2 separate regions of the Mus musculus genome follow, and region 1 is linked to region 2. Evidence: chromatin contacts called from public HiChIP or PLAC-seq data. All regions are on one chromosome and are shown on one strand. Each heading gives the region's core, a stretch centred on a gene start, on an enhancer-like site or on the middle of the called end of the contact. The rest is flanking DNA. Distances are from core to core; before and after follow the strand shown. Region 1 overlaps Foxp1 (forkhead box P1). Region 2 has its middle 250 kb from the start of 4930595L18Rik.

Region 1 (6,278 bases), core at 3,077-5,576, 150 kb after region 2:
AACAAAAAGCACAAATCAAACAACCACAGAAATCCGAGCAACCGTGAAAACCTCTCTTGTCCCAGAGGAAAGACTGGCGGGCACCTGGCGAGGGTTACCTCTCCAAACTGGTATGTTTACACGGGACACACTTTCAACGAAAGGGATTCTCCTTTGCACAGCAGCAAGGTTGGGGGTTTGAAGGAACGCCAGCTGAGCAAGCTACAGGGGTATAAACCTGGTTTGTCCAGTGTAACTCTCAGGAGCATACTGCCACAACTGGAAAGCTGTGTTGCCTGACTTTCTGTTTTAACCTTAAAATTGCAATGGGTTTACTAAGAGGCTACACAGGGCTCCGAGTCACTACAGAGACCAGCAAGAAGTTACGGGACTTAAGTCCACTGTGGAACTGAAGGCACTACAGGGCTGTGCATGATGGACCCGTGGCTCTGGCTCAACAGTGGCCCTGACCGAGGCAGACATGAACTTTTATACAGTGGTAACATTTGGCTGCTTAAAAGATTGAAATGGTCCAGCTGTGGAAACGGAGAGTCTCTGAAGCAGGGTGGAGCAGGATTAATGAACGCCTTCTTTCCTTCTGCTCTACTGCGTTCTTCCTCAGGATTCTCACACACTACTGGAGAGAATGATTCTTCTCTAAAGCCGATCAGGACAAGAAAAGCCCCTTGAGTTTGACAATGCAGAAGAACCTAGTGGTTTTCACCATGTTTATGGAGGTACCCAGTACTTAGACAGCCTCTCCAAAACCCAAGAAACTTCTACAAAGTCTGATGGTGGCCGTCACTTGGCCACCATCAGATTAAGCACAAGTATTATTTCTGGATGGTATTGAAAGTGAGTCCTTTGCTCCAGTGTACTAGAAAGACTCAACTTCAATTCACACAGTTGGAATGTAAGACACTAACTACCCTGCTGTGCAGTAAGTTCCAAAGGAAGAGACGTGAAGAGACCGATGTCATGAAAGGAACATTAACAGAAAACCCCAGGTTTGGTGCTGAGTGGTGGGCTGAGAGCACTCAGCTCTGCTTTTCCAGGTTCAGTTTGAAATATTGACTCCGTACACTACCAGCCCCCAGTGTCCAAGAACAGCAATCTGGGGCATAGTCTTGCTTGACCTTCAACAAGCAGGGGCGGTGTGGTAATCTGCCCTCCCAATGGTGCTAGAGAGCTGAGCATCACACACTTGCAAACCAAGTGCTGATAGTTCAGAGTAGAGGCCAGGGACAGGGCAGAGCAAGATGCCAACGGAGAAGAGCAAAGGCTGACCCCCTTTCCCCTCAGGCCTTAACAAGTGCCCAAATCTGGCCACTGTATTATTTAGCATCGGCTGGAGTTGGGAGGGTCAGGAAATTAGTGTAGAAAGATCCTAAATACAAAGGTTTGATCCTTCGAATGCTGAAAAGCCTGAGCATGGAAAGCCACAGATACCGTTCATAAAAATACACACTCTAAAACCCATGCTCTGAGAGGCCTCATTTCATTCACCGTCCTACAAACTACTCGTGGTTTACAAAGACTGAAAGAGAAGCTTGTCCATCTCTTGACTCAGACTCAAAGTCAATCCACGTGCTTGTATGGCCCTACAGCCTCTGCACCCGCTACTTATGCCCAGCTAATGTCTAAATGAATGCTATAAACATCTCTACCTCTCAGTTATGCTTGCTTCTGGAAAAGATCCCGAGAACAGCTTTTATCCACGCTTATGAATGACACTCAATAAATATTACCAAGAACTTCCACAGGCTTGGAAGCTGAACTAAACCACAGAGCTGCTGTCCTTGAAGCACTTACTGTCAAAAGCAGGCATAAAGCCTGGGCAGCTTCTCTGGGGTCTCACCCTAGATCCTGACTTCTCCTCCTAGCCTAAGAACATTATCCCGTCGCCCCCTGCCAGCTCTGTAAGGAAGTCCGGCAAGTCCTATGGAACCATTCAGCAGTTACGAACCCATCGTTTTGAAAGATCTGAGAGGAACTGGTGAACCCACACACAGAGACATGCCATTAGGTGTGCAAAGAATGTGACTCTTGCAGCTTTCCTATGGGGTTCAATAATACTTGGACCAGTTCTGCCCTTGACAGCAACAATGAAAAAACAGATCCTTCTAGTGCTGGCACGAGACTGGAAGACAGCAACGCAGGCCGAATTTTCTGGATGCTTTTGAATGTAGGTAGGAACTGGGAGTAAACACTGAGCCTGAAGAGAGGTTTACCAGGCTTGGCAAATGACACCGTGATTCACACCCACTGCTGGGCTGTCTCTAATAAGCCACAGAGGAAGCAGCCAATCTCAGCTAATTACCAGATAAAAATGTATTGTAAGGACTCTAATTAGGAGAAGCGGACGGAGGTGATCTAATGATTTAAATGGTGCATTCGACTGACCCCCGCCATGAATGTGCAGTGGTGCACAATGTCGCTGGAATATTTTGTAGAAACAGTAATTTTATTTCAGGGAGGGGAGACAGTAATATTTGTAATGATGGCTATGAGGTAAACTAATTAAAAGACAGTTCCTAGAGGAAAAGGGTGTCTGGGAACAGCTGCGGCCATTCCAAACCCAAGTGCCACGTCTCAATGGAAAAGCTTCAGTCAAGTGGAAAATTTCTGCCTGACCTCTGCCCTGGCTATTAATTTGCAGAAAAACTAATGACACATATACATATTCCCACAAAATTGTTCTAATTGCTAATTTGCCAAAGGAGCCTGGATTCTAAATTAAACATGACTGTAGCCTGTGAGGGAAGAACAAAAAAAAAAACAAAAAAAACTGGGAACTCCAAACAGGGAGCTTTGCCATCCAAGACCATCAGAAGTCCGGACCAACACGTTAATGAGACACAACCCTGGCAGCTGCTGTGCAAGTTCTTAACTTTTAACCGTCTGTCTGGCCATCACGTGTGTGCGTGCGCGTGTGTGTGTGTGCTCGAGCTTGCGTGTGTGTTTCACTCTCAAGGAGAAAAGGTTGAGTAGGGGGGCTACCAAGAAAGATTAAAAAAAAAATACTGTGTTCATATAAAGCCTGTTCTTACCAAGAAGGACTCTACCAAGAACATTGAAAACAGAATAATCATGAGCCCTACCACAAGCCTAGAAGAGCAAACTAGGGTGCTGCAGCGAATGACTCAGTCAGGAAAGAGCTTGCCTAAGGAGGAAGACCGGAGCTCTCACATCCTCAGCATTTCGGGAGTGATGGGTCCGTGCCCTATAATGCCAGCCATGGGAAGGCAAAGACAGGAGGACTCTCAGGGCTTTCTAAGCAAGATGGCCTAGCTAAACAGGCCCTCCGGGCTCAGTGAGAGATCGTGTCTCAAAAAATAAGGTGGGGAAATGATTGAAGAACACATGGGGCACTGACCTCGGATACACATGCCTGCGTGCCCGCACACGCACAGATAAAAGATCAAATCATTGGGAACAGTTTGGGGTAGGTTTCTTTTTTTCCCCTGTTACCTTGAAATATTTATCTTAATTGGAAATTATTGAATCTCTATACAGTCATCAATAAGAAAGGGAAGCCCCTCGATGGTTTATGTTTCTAAGTGTAAGTAAGGTTTTAGAAGAGCGCCCTGGGCATGGCGCAGGAAGGCATCCGACTGGGAGGGTTTCTCTCCCTAATGGAAAGCCCGTTTTTCTCATTGTGCTCATTTTCTATTTAGGAAGAGGTTGCTATGTTTAGAAAAGCTAGTAACGCAGATATTTTTCTCCATGGCAAGTTGCCACGGAGGGGATGATTTCAGCAAAGATAATCTCTTTCAAACTCTGGCCAGGAGCTAAATTCTTATGTCAGTTAAAGTTGCTGCAGGCTTTTAGACTGTAAGTAAAAATACAAACAACTGTGCTATCAAGCCTTTTCAACCTTAGTTTAGTTACTGAAGGACTTTCTTGGAAGCTTCTACCACTGAAACTATCCCAACTATCAGCAGCCCAATGTTACTTTGTTCTTTCTAAAAACAAAAATCAATCTTTAGTTCCTCCACAGCACATTTCCCTCCCGAGTAAGGACAGTGAGTCACTCACATTTTAAAAAATAATAAACAAACAAACCGCTGGTGTGAACCTCGAGACAGAAACTGACTTGCTAGGGAGTATTCCCACAAGAACTTTTTGTTTTGTTTTGTTTTTGTTTGTGCTCTTGCTTCTCATGAAAACAGATTCTGAGAACAAAAGAAAAACCTGAAACCAAAACAGCAGAGGCCAGCGGCACAGAAGGGACTGCAGGCTCGCAGAACTGGTTTCTCTGCTGTTGGCTGGATGGGCCAGAGAGGCTCAGGTCCTGCCCCCACCTGCAACGTTCAGAGACTGCAAGCTGCCTTTGTAGGCATGAATCACCAAGTTCAGACTCCAGGGACAGAGGGCAGGGCAGTGGGTGGCAGAGCAGAGGCCTTTGGAGAGGACTCTGTGCACTGACAGGGAGAGAGGCTTATTCTACAGACTCAGAGGGTGGCATTTCTGGCAGGGACAGGGACAACAAACCTGAGGTGAGGAAGGGGACTTAACAAAACCAGTCTATAAAACAGCTTTTGTGTGCTGCATGTGAGAGCTCCTCTTTATGACAGACAGGCTGCCATTACTGCTCCAAGGCTCCTGCAGCCCACACCTGATCACCCACCCCTTGAAGTTCATGGGATTTTTTTTTTTAAAAAGGGGGGTGGAGTAGAGGGAGCACTCTGTTTTGATAGGAGCTAAAAGCTATTTCAAAACAGTCCTAATTGCTAGAGTTGGAGTCTAGAAGGGAATGTACAGAGGGGAAAATCTCCAGCTGCATTTCACTCCAAAAGTGTATTATAAAGTTTTTCATAAAGCAGTCTCTTCTACCAGTGCTGTAGTTACTTGCCCACCAAATCGCAAAGAATGTGGTTTCTCCAGGCATGGGGAGTAGTTCTCACAAGTGCAGGACCCCCCCCCAGCACCCCTCCCCCCCAAAAAATGAACCTGAAGGTGCTCCCCGATTCCGAGTTATGAAGTGGAATTTCCACTGCACACTCCTAACAAACAGCATGACCAAATGTCTCTGTAAAAAGTCATCAGCCCCTTAATGAAGGCCTAGCATGTTTCCTTTGGTCGCTCTGTGTTGAGTTCTGTCCTCCCCCACCTACAGATCAATCTCAGCCAATCCTTCATGGAGTTAAGTATAGACAGTGTGCTGCTTGCCCTGGGAATGGAACTAGGTTTTGGAACAAAGGAATTGCAGGCTATTTTCTTCCCCCTTGCTGTTGCTTCGCTTTCCGTGGGAAACAGCAGAACTTTAAAATCTTAAACGACAACAAATTTGGCTTCTGTAAACACATGTCAACAACAGCCCTTTCTCTCTGGGCACTCTAGAACTTGCTAGATTCTAGCTAAGCAGGGCCTGGCTGAAATGGCAGTGGATTTCTGAGATTGATTATTCTTTCCACTCCTCTCCGCTGACCCTCACTGAACATGTCCTTCTTCCACTCCCATCCCTCGCTTTCCTTCCAGAGAGTCCAACCCAGCTTCTAGGTTTCAAATGACACGTCATTCCCCCAGGTCACATTTCCTAGTCGCATACAGCATTCTCTATACAGTAAACAGTCTGCATGTGTATGAGTATGTATGAGATACATGCATACACTTATCTGGTAGCTTATCCGCAAGACTCCCAACACCTCCCTGGCAAGTTAGGTCTTTCTCATTTGATCATGCTCGGTCTGTCATGGTGGCCAAGTAACTATCTCAGGACAGAAAGAATTGGTTTCTAAATTTAGGAGTTCCAATTCTGAGGGAAGAGGTGCAATGGCTGTCAGAAGACATGCTGCCCAAGGACCCAAGGCCTGGGATACTGTTCCCATTGGCCATATGCTTCCAGCTCATCGTGGGTTGAGCTCAAAGCCTCATCTATACCCTTGGGCACAGCCTTAAGAATGTGCACATCTTCTAACTATCCACATCTCAAGACACGGAAAATGCATCTCTGGGCTGACATAAGAACCATCTGAGAATGGATTGGCAGCTCTTGGAGGGGATGAACTGGGGGGCAGGGTGGACCACTGGATACGAGAGACTCTTGCCACCCAGATGGCACTCACTGAAGGGCCACAATTGCAGCAAAGCACTCTATCACTTAGTGACTAAGTTTTAAAATGAACACCAAGTTCCCTTTTAAAGAGGAATGGAAAAAGAGACAGCTTCATAAGCCCACTGGCAAGGACGTAACGTGGAAGTCCCCACCTATGGTGAGATGTGAAACTTGGGGACTATTTCTTTCAAACCACAGATTCTAGAATGATACTCATTCAAACGCTCACCAGCCGTTCCAT
Region 2 (6,423 bases), core at 1,531-4,030:
TGTTTCAGTGTTTCTGGTTTTATGTGGAGTTCCTTAATCCACTTATATTTGACCTTAGTACAAGGAGATAGGAATGGATCAATTCTCATTCTTCTACATGATAACAGCCAGTTGTGCCAGCACCATTTGTTGAAAATGCTGTCTTTTTTCCACTGGATGGTTTTAGCTCCCTTGTTAAAGATCAAGTGACCATAGGTGTGTGGGTTCATCTCTGGGTCTTCAATTCTGTTCCATTGGTCTACTTTTCTGTCACTATACCAGTACCATGCAGTTTTTACCACAATTGCTCTGTAGTAAAGCTTTAGGTCAGGCATGGTGATTCCACCAGAGGTTCTTTTATCCTTGAGAAGAGTTTTTGCTATCCTAGGTTTTTTGTTATTCCAGATGAATCTGCCGATTGCCCTTTCTAATTCGTTGAAGAATTGAGTTGGAATTTTGATGGGGGTTGCATTGAATCTGTAGATTGCTTTTGGCAAAATACCCATTTTTACAATGTTGATCCTGCCAATCCATGAGCATGGGAGATCTTTCCATCTTCTGAGATCTTCTTTAATTTCTTTCTTCAGAGACTTGAAGTTCTTATCATACAGATCTTTCACTTCCTTAGTTAGAGTCACGACAAGGTATTTTATTTTATTTGTGACTATTGAGAAAGGTGTTGTTTCCCTAATTTCTTTCTCAGCCTGTTTATCCTTTGTGTACAGAAAGGCCATTGACTTGTTTGAGTTAATTTTATATCCAGCTACTTCTTTGAAGCTGTTTATCAGATTTAGGAGTTCTCTGGTGGAATTTTTAGGGTCACTTATATATACTATCATATCATCTGCAAAAAGTGATATTTTGACTTCATCTTTTTCCAATTTGTATCTCCTCAATCTCCTTTTGTTGTCTAATTGCTCTGGCTAGGACTTCAAGTACAATGTTGAAAAGGTAGGGTGAGAGTGGACAGCCTTGTCTAGTCCCTGATTTTAGTGGGATTGCTTCCAGTTTCTCACCATTTACTTTGATGTTGGCTACTGGTTTGCTGTAGATTGCTTTTATCATGGTTAGGTATGGGCCTTGAATTCCTGATCTTTCCAAGACTTTTATCATGAATGGGTGTTAGATTTTGTCAAATGCTTTCTCTACATCTAACGAGATGATCATGTGGTTTTTGTCTTTGAGTTTGATACAACCAAGTTTTAACTAATTATCTCTGGAAACTCAGAGCTTCTGTAACTGATTTTATACTATTTTGAGTCCTTATAAATTTCCATGATGCTGGATCCCTCAAAATACTGTGTTCCAGAACCTCTTAAAGGTGATATGTGATAAGGGAGAAGAGAAATCTATATAATGATTACACGTGTTTACAAACACATACACATACATGTATGTTTAATATATGTGTATAATGGGAGGCTGCAGCACTCCAGAATCTTGAGTTTGAGGCCAGCCTAGACTATGTAACAATGATTGACAATGGTGACTACAGATTGGCAGAGGTGCAGGGCTTTCTGAGGACACCCATAGGATTATAGCCCCTGAAGCTGTCAGATACTGGATGCTTGGGTCCTGGAATGCCACATACCTTTGCTGGAGGCTCACTGTTGCATAATCAGACAGAATGAAATTGGCCTTCTTCTCTCTGACTTCATGAAGGTTCTAAGATAAACTTCAATGAGTAGCCTTCACCCCAGAGGAAGCCAGTTTTCCGAGACCTTTGGAAACTGTGGGTTTAGATTTGGTTACTGAAAGACAACTTTCTTACTATGTTCCCTAGAGCTAGTGCATACCTCTTGCAAATCCTAGCCTATGTAGCTTTATCTACTAAATAATACCAGTGCGTATAGGATTTGGGATGGACTGGCTGTAAATCGTCTGTGCTTTTCAGTCCTTAGCTGAACAAAGCCATAATTGCAAATCCCCTGGTTTCTTATGTCACTGATAATGGAGTATCACTTTGCCAGGGTGAAGCTGGGCTCAAGGGTCCAAACGCTGTCCGTGAGAGTTCTGATTTTTCAGAGGAGAGGAAAGTACTTTCTAAGTCCAATTTTTGCATAGCCTCTGTGGCAGCTCATAACTTGCACATGTAAATTTAATTACTTGAGCTGAAAATGCTCATGGTTCTCTTACTGGCCAGCTCTGGTTTGCATTGTACTTGAAACTCCACGTTGGGTTACATCACAAAGAAGAGTGACCCTAGCGCACTTAGAAGGCCAGCAGGCTCTGATCCAAGCCCTACCCCACCCCGTTTCAAGTTGCTCTTCAATGGAAATGACGAATGACTTCTAGTGCATGAGCCCCAATGTGAGAACAAAAATATATAAGAATTGTTCTCATTTTTTTTTCAATTTCTCTCCAGGTTGACCCCTAAACTACCAAATCAAAAAACTTTAAAACCAAAGCTCAGATTATTCACATTCCTTCTTTGCTTGTTTTTTTTTAAAGTATATTTATTGTTTTTTTTAAACAGAAGGCCCTTCCTGTCTAAAAGAAAGATTGCCTATTAACTGAATGTAGAAACCTTTCTCACTGAAGGTGCATTAAGGTCTGAAAATACACTAGACTTTTCTAAAGATCACAAATTAGCAACACTGGAAACGAGCAATTTTTTTTTAAGAGAAAAAAAAAGAAAGAAAAAAAAGCAGCTTTCTTTGAACATAAGGTTCTTCAAAGACATTTTGAGGGGGATTAAATCTCTCTTGCACCTTTAAGCTCTGTCTCCGCTATCAATAGAGTTTGCTGGAGATGGAAGCCATTCAGGGTGACACACCCTACACTTATTTGGGGAATGTGATTTTCCATCCTGCCATTTCCTGGCACCCAGACAAGTGTTATAAAAATATGTCATCATAAGCAGCCTAGAATAAATACTCCAATCCTCAGGGTTGTTTATCATTTCTCAAATGTCTTCCCCGCTTGTACAATCTTAGCTCTTTGTTACATTTGGGGAGAGTAGGTTGTTTATAATACTCTGAGATGGCCAACCCACAGGTCATTCCATGTAAACCAGGCAGCGTTAGAGCTCAGGGCAATGTGCCAGGTGGCTTCCATGGGGCCACTTTTAAACGGATCCCAGGATTGAAAGTCTCACCGCCGATCAATTTTAAACCAGCCCACATGTTTCATCTAATTTGATAGAATTATTTGATTATGGACTGTTGTCTTCTCAGGCAGTAGATGAAACTGAATGATGTCCTGGTGTGGAAGTTAAAAAATACACAACTCCATTAATGTTATGACATCAAGGGCTCATGGGACATGTTTAGGTCTAGAACACCACCAAGGCCCAGACAAATAAACTCAGAGAATGTCCAGCAGGGTTCAGGAGCTGTGGGAGGGACGGACTCTGACACTGACCAGTTCAATCATGTCACGTAAGTCCTAAATCTTATCACTAGAATGCCACCTTCCTTTTATGGTGGGGCTTTTAGTCCAGCCTCTCTGTGTTTTGTGACAACACTGCGTATACAGAGTATATTTAGCATGTAACTAGATCTGGTTGTTTTAATTCTCAATATACAAGGCTTGTATGACTCTAAATCTAGATTTCTTTTTATATGTTTTATTATCCTATATTTCTCATTAGAAAAATGCAAGAATTTCTGGCCATCTGGAGAACTTTAGTAGATATTATCTTGAATCAACTTGCAATGGATCAGTGAACTTTTACGGAAAATAGAGCCTGTATCTACACATGTGTGTGTAAACAAGCCCACCAGCCACGACATACGTGTGTAAACATTTTCACCCATATAGCAGGACATCTGCCACACCAGGGATCTGGCACTTCATGTGACCTTTGAGTGTTCCTACAGCCTCATTTGCAATGACAGCCTGTTTCATGCATTCAATAAAGAACAATACTTTGCTCTCACATTGTTACAGTCTGCCTCTTTCACATTGTTACAATCTGCCTCTTTCACATTGTTACAGTCTGCCTTTTGAAACAGTTCCTGTAGCGAGGCTTTGCCAGTACAAAGCTGGCTTTTTACTTGGTTTGTCTGTAACCAGGCAGATTTAGAACTTTTACTTCTGTAGACTGTGCTAAAAAGCAATTCAAGGCGACGTAAAATTCTCAAAAGTCTGATTTTGCAGCAACGCTGAGAGCGCACAAACCCTGAGCTAGTTGCTTTCTTCAGATAGGAAACAGTACCTGTGATGGAGCCTCCGTGCAAGTGGCTTAATGCCACCGTCACAAAACCCTCCCACCGTTGGGTATTAACGTCCTTAATATTGTTAAGGTTTTTTTAAAAAAATGATATTTGGAAGTTAGTAATTTAGTGGCTGTATATTGCCCTTCCTCGAAGAGAGCCAAGGATACTCCTTGGTCCAGCCAAGCTAAAGAGAGACTAAATTTCCCATTTGGACTGGGTGACGACAGGCTCTTGAATTCAGTTCCCCAGGTGAGTTCAATTAAAATGGAAGGGGAGGAGACAGCAACAGCTGTCACCAGACTTTACTCCTAAAACGGAGGCATGTGTCAACTGAGAAGTGACCGTTACTCTCATGTGCCTAGTCTGAACCATTGAAGCGCACCTCTGTGGATCTTGATATTGACCATAAACAAAACACATGGGAAAACCTCTTCTTTTCTCAGAAAGAAGTCAAAACAGACTGCATATACACAGAGATGGGGGAGTCGCATCCATCCAAAAAAAAAAAAAAGAAAAACGAGTGGGGAAGAGAGAAATGTTTGCGCCCGCATTCTTCGTTCCATCTGGCACTCGATTGGAGCGCACTCATTCGGGCAAATGTTGCGCTCACATCCCTACACTACAAAGCCTAAAATCCTCTAAGGAATGTCTGGGCCGGACAGTGTATGGGAGCAACACACCGTAGCCCAGTAGCCCAGTGTGGTCCCTACATGCAGTGCCCAGAAAAAACTGGGCCTTTACCAAAAGGAAGTGAAGACAGACCGCAGCACACGGAAATAGCGCCCGTGCCTTTCTGCCATCTGGAACAGGGGCTCACGTCAGGGGGAGGAGAAAGCTGCTTCCCCAGTAGTTACAGTAGATGAAGAGTGTTATACCCAAATCATAGAGGGCCCAGTCAGGCTTTTCCTTCAAAACTCCCAGGATCGAGCACCTGATCATATACCATGTTAAACCTCCATGGGAGAGGGGTTGGTACATCAACCATGTTTATATGTGTATAGACAATGTTTTAGGGGAGCATATGAATATTGTTATGCTGGCTGGGGCATAGCCCAGTAGTTGAGGATGTGCAAGGCCCTGTGTTCATGCGCCAGTAGTAGAAGTAAAGTTCCTTAGACATCTTTCTCTTCTAGTCTGTCCATAAAAAAATGCATTGTTGAGGTTTGTTTTGCTTGTTCTTACAATTGGTTTGGTTTGTAATAAGCAACTCAGAACCATAGAAGGCAGGTTATCCCTCTCATGGAAGTCTCTGGAAGGGATCTAACTAAACGTGGCTCTCTGCCTGGCTGAATCCAGATCTTCAGAAAGGAGACGGAGGAATGCACACTTTGTATAATCATTCCCTTCTCCCCACCCCCACCCCCGCATGTCCAGGTGACTGCAATATATACAGTGAAGTTTACGAGCCCCTGCCTCCATCCGAGACAGCATGCAGAGCGGTTCATTCTAGAGGTCGTTTTAAACAAGGTCAATGTCTCAGCTTTCAAGCTTCCCCTTTGTTCTTTGCAATATGTCCTCAGTGCTAATCACAACAAGCCAAGGTGTGTGTTTCAGTCAAATCAGTTCCCATCTGTGGATTGACCCAAGGAAGCGGAAAGGCAAAGTGGCCTAAATGGAATGTGTGCCCTACAACGCAAAATAGAAAATGCCTCTGCTGGCTCAATACACACTTTCTGGAGACTCCCAGCTTCTCCAAAAATAATAAGAGGCAGGGGCTTGACAATCCTTGGGAATTCCTAGAACATGTTATCTAAAGTGGAAGAGGCAGTGACGAGGCAGTGACTCCTCTCAGCCCAACAGCTAATTGAGCACATTAAACGGCCACTCGTCTTAACAGTGGTACTGTCATGACCTGGTTGACTGTCCAGGGCCTCAGAGCCCACTAGTCAACTGTAGCCTGTAACATTTATTACTCAAAGAGTCAGACACTTTCCAAGGAAGAGATGATAAATGTTTAAGAAGAGAAAAAGTGCTAATTACCCACATTTGACCATTGCTTATTGTGTATATCAAATTATCTCAGTGTAGCCCATAGAAATGTATAATTATCATTTGTCAATAAACGGGAAGATTGGCATGACCCTTGTGCCAGGAGTCCTGGGGATCTGCAGAGCTGTTTTGTAGACTTGCAGAAGTTTGCTGTTGCAGCTCTCTGTCTGGGGAAATAACTAAATAAAGTTGAAATCAGGTGTTGGGAAATTCAGTCTGCCTCAAACAACCTGAGAAATGACCACGGGCGGGCGGGCGGGCGGGCCAAGATGGTTAAGGTGTGGTCCGCTCCCTA

Evidence for each region. HiChIP or PLAC-seq counts read pairs in DNA pulled down with a chosen protein or histone mark.
Region 1: a contact with region 2 is called in an HNF4G HiChIP or PLAC-seq map of pancreatic cancer cells. The contact joins two enhancer-like sites. A contact is called at or near these places in 2 of 484 Hi-C or Micro-C datasets (the N1E-115 cell line and nephron progenitors) and 1 of 115 datasets of contacts at active chromatin or transcription factors (pancreatic cancer cells).

Annotation. Positions count from the first base shown.
Region 1 is chr6:98,945,780-98,952,057 of GRCm38.p6, forward strand. All of the region lies in intron 12 of Foxp1 (forkhead box P1), which reads right to left. Among named protein-coding and RNA genes, the nearest start is that of Gm38865, 180 kb to the right of the region's middle. Within about 2 kb of position 4,327, at least 140 of the 459 cell types and tissues checked have an H3K27ac peak or open chromatin away from gene starts, as enhancers often do. A contact at or near this core is called in pancreatic cancer cells, where this site is marked.
Region 2 is chr6:98,794,676-98,801,098 of GRCm38.p6, forward strand. No RefSeq gene overlaps it. Among named protein-coding and RNA genes, the nearest start is that of 4930595L18Rik, 250 kb to the left of the region's middle. Within about 2 kb of position 2,781, at least 36 of the 459 cell types and tissues checked have an H3K27ac peak or open chromatin away from gene starts, as enhancers often do. A contact at or near this core is called in pancreatic cancer cells, where this site is marked.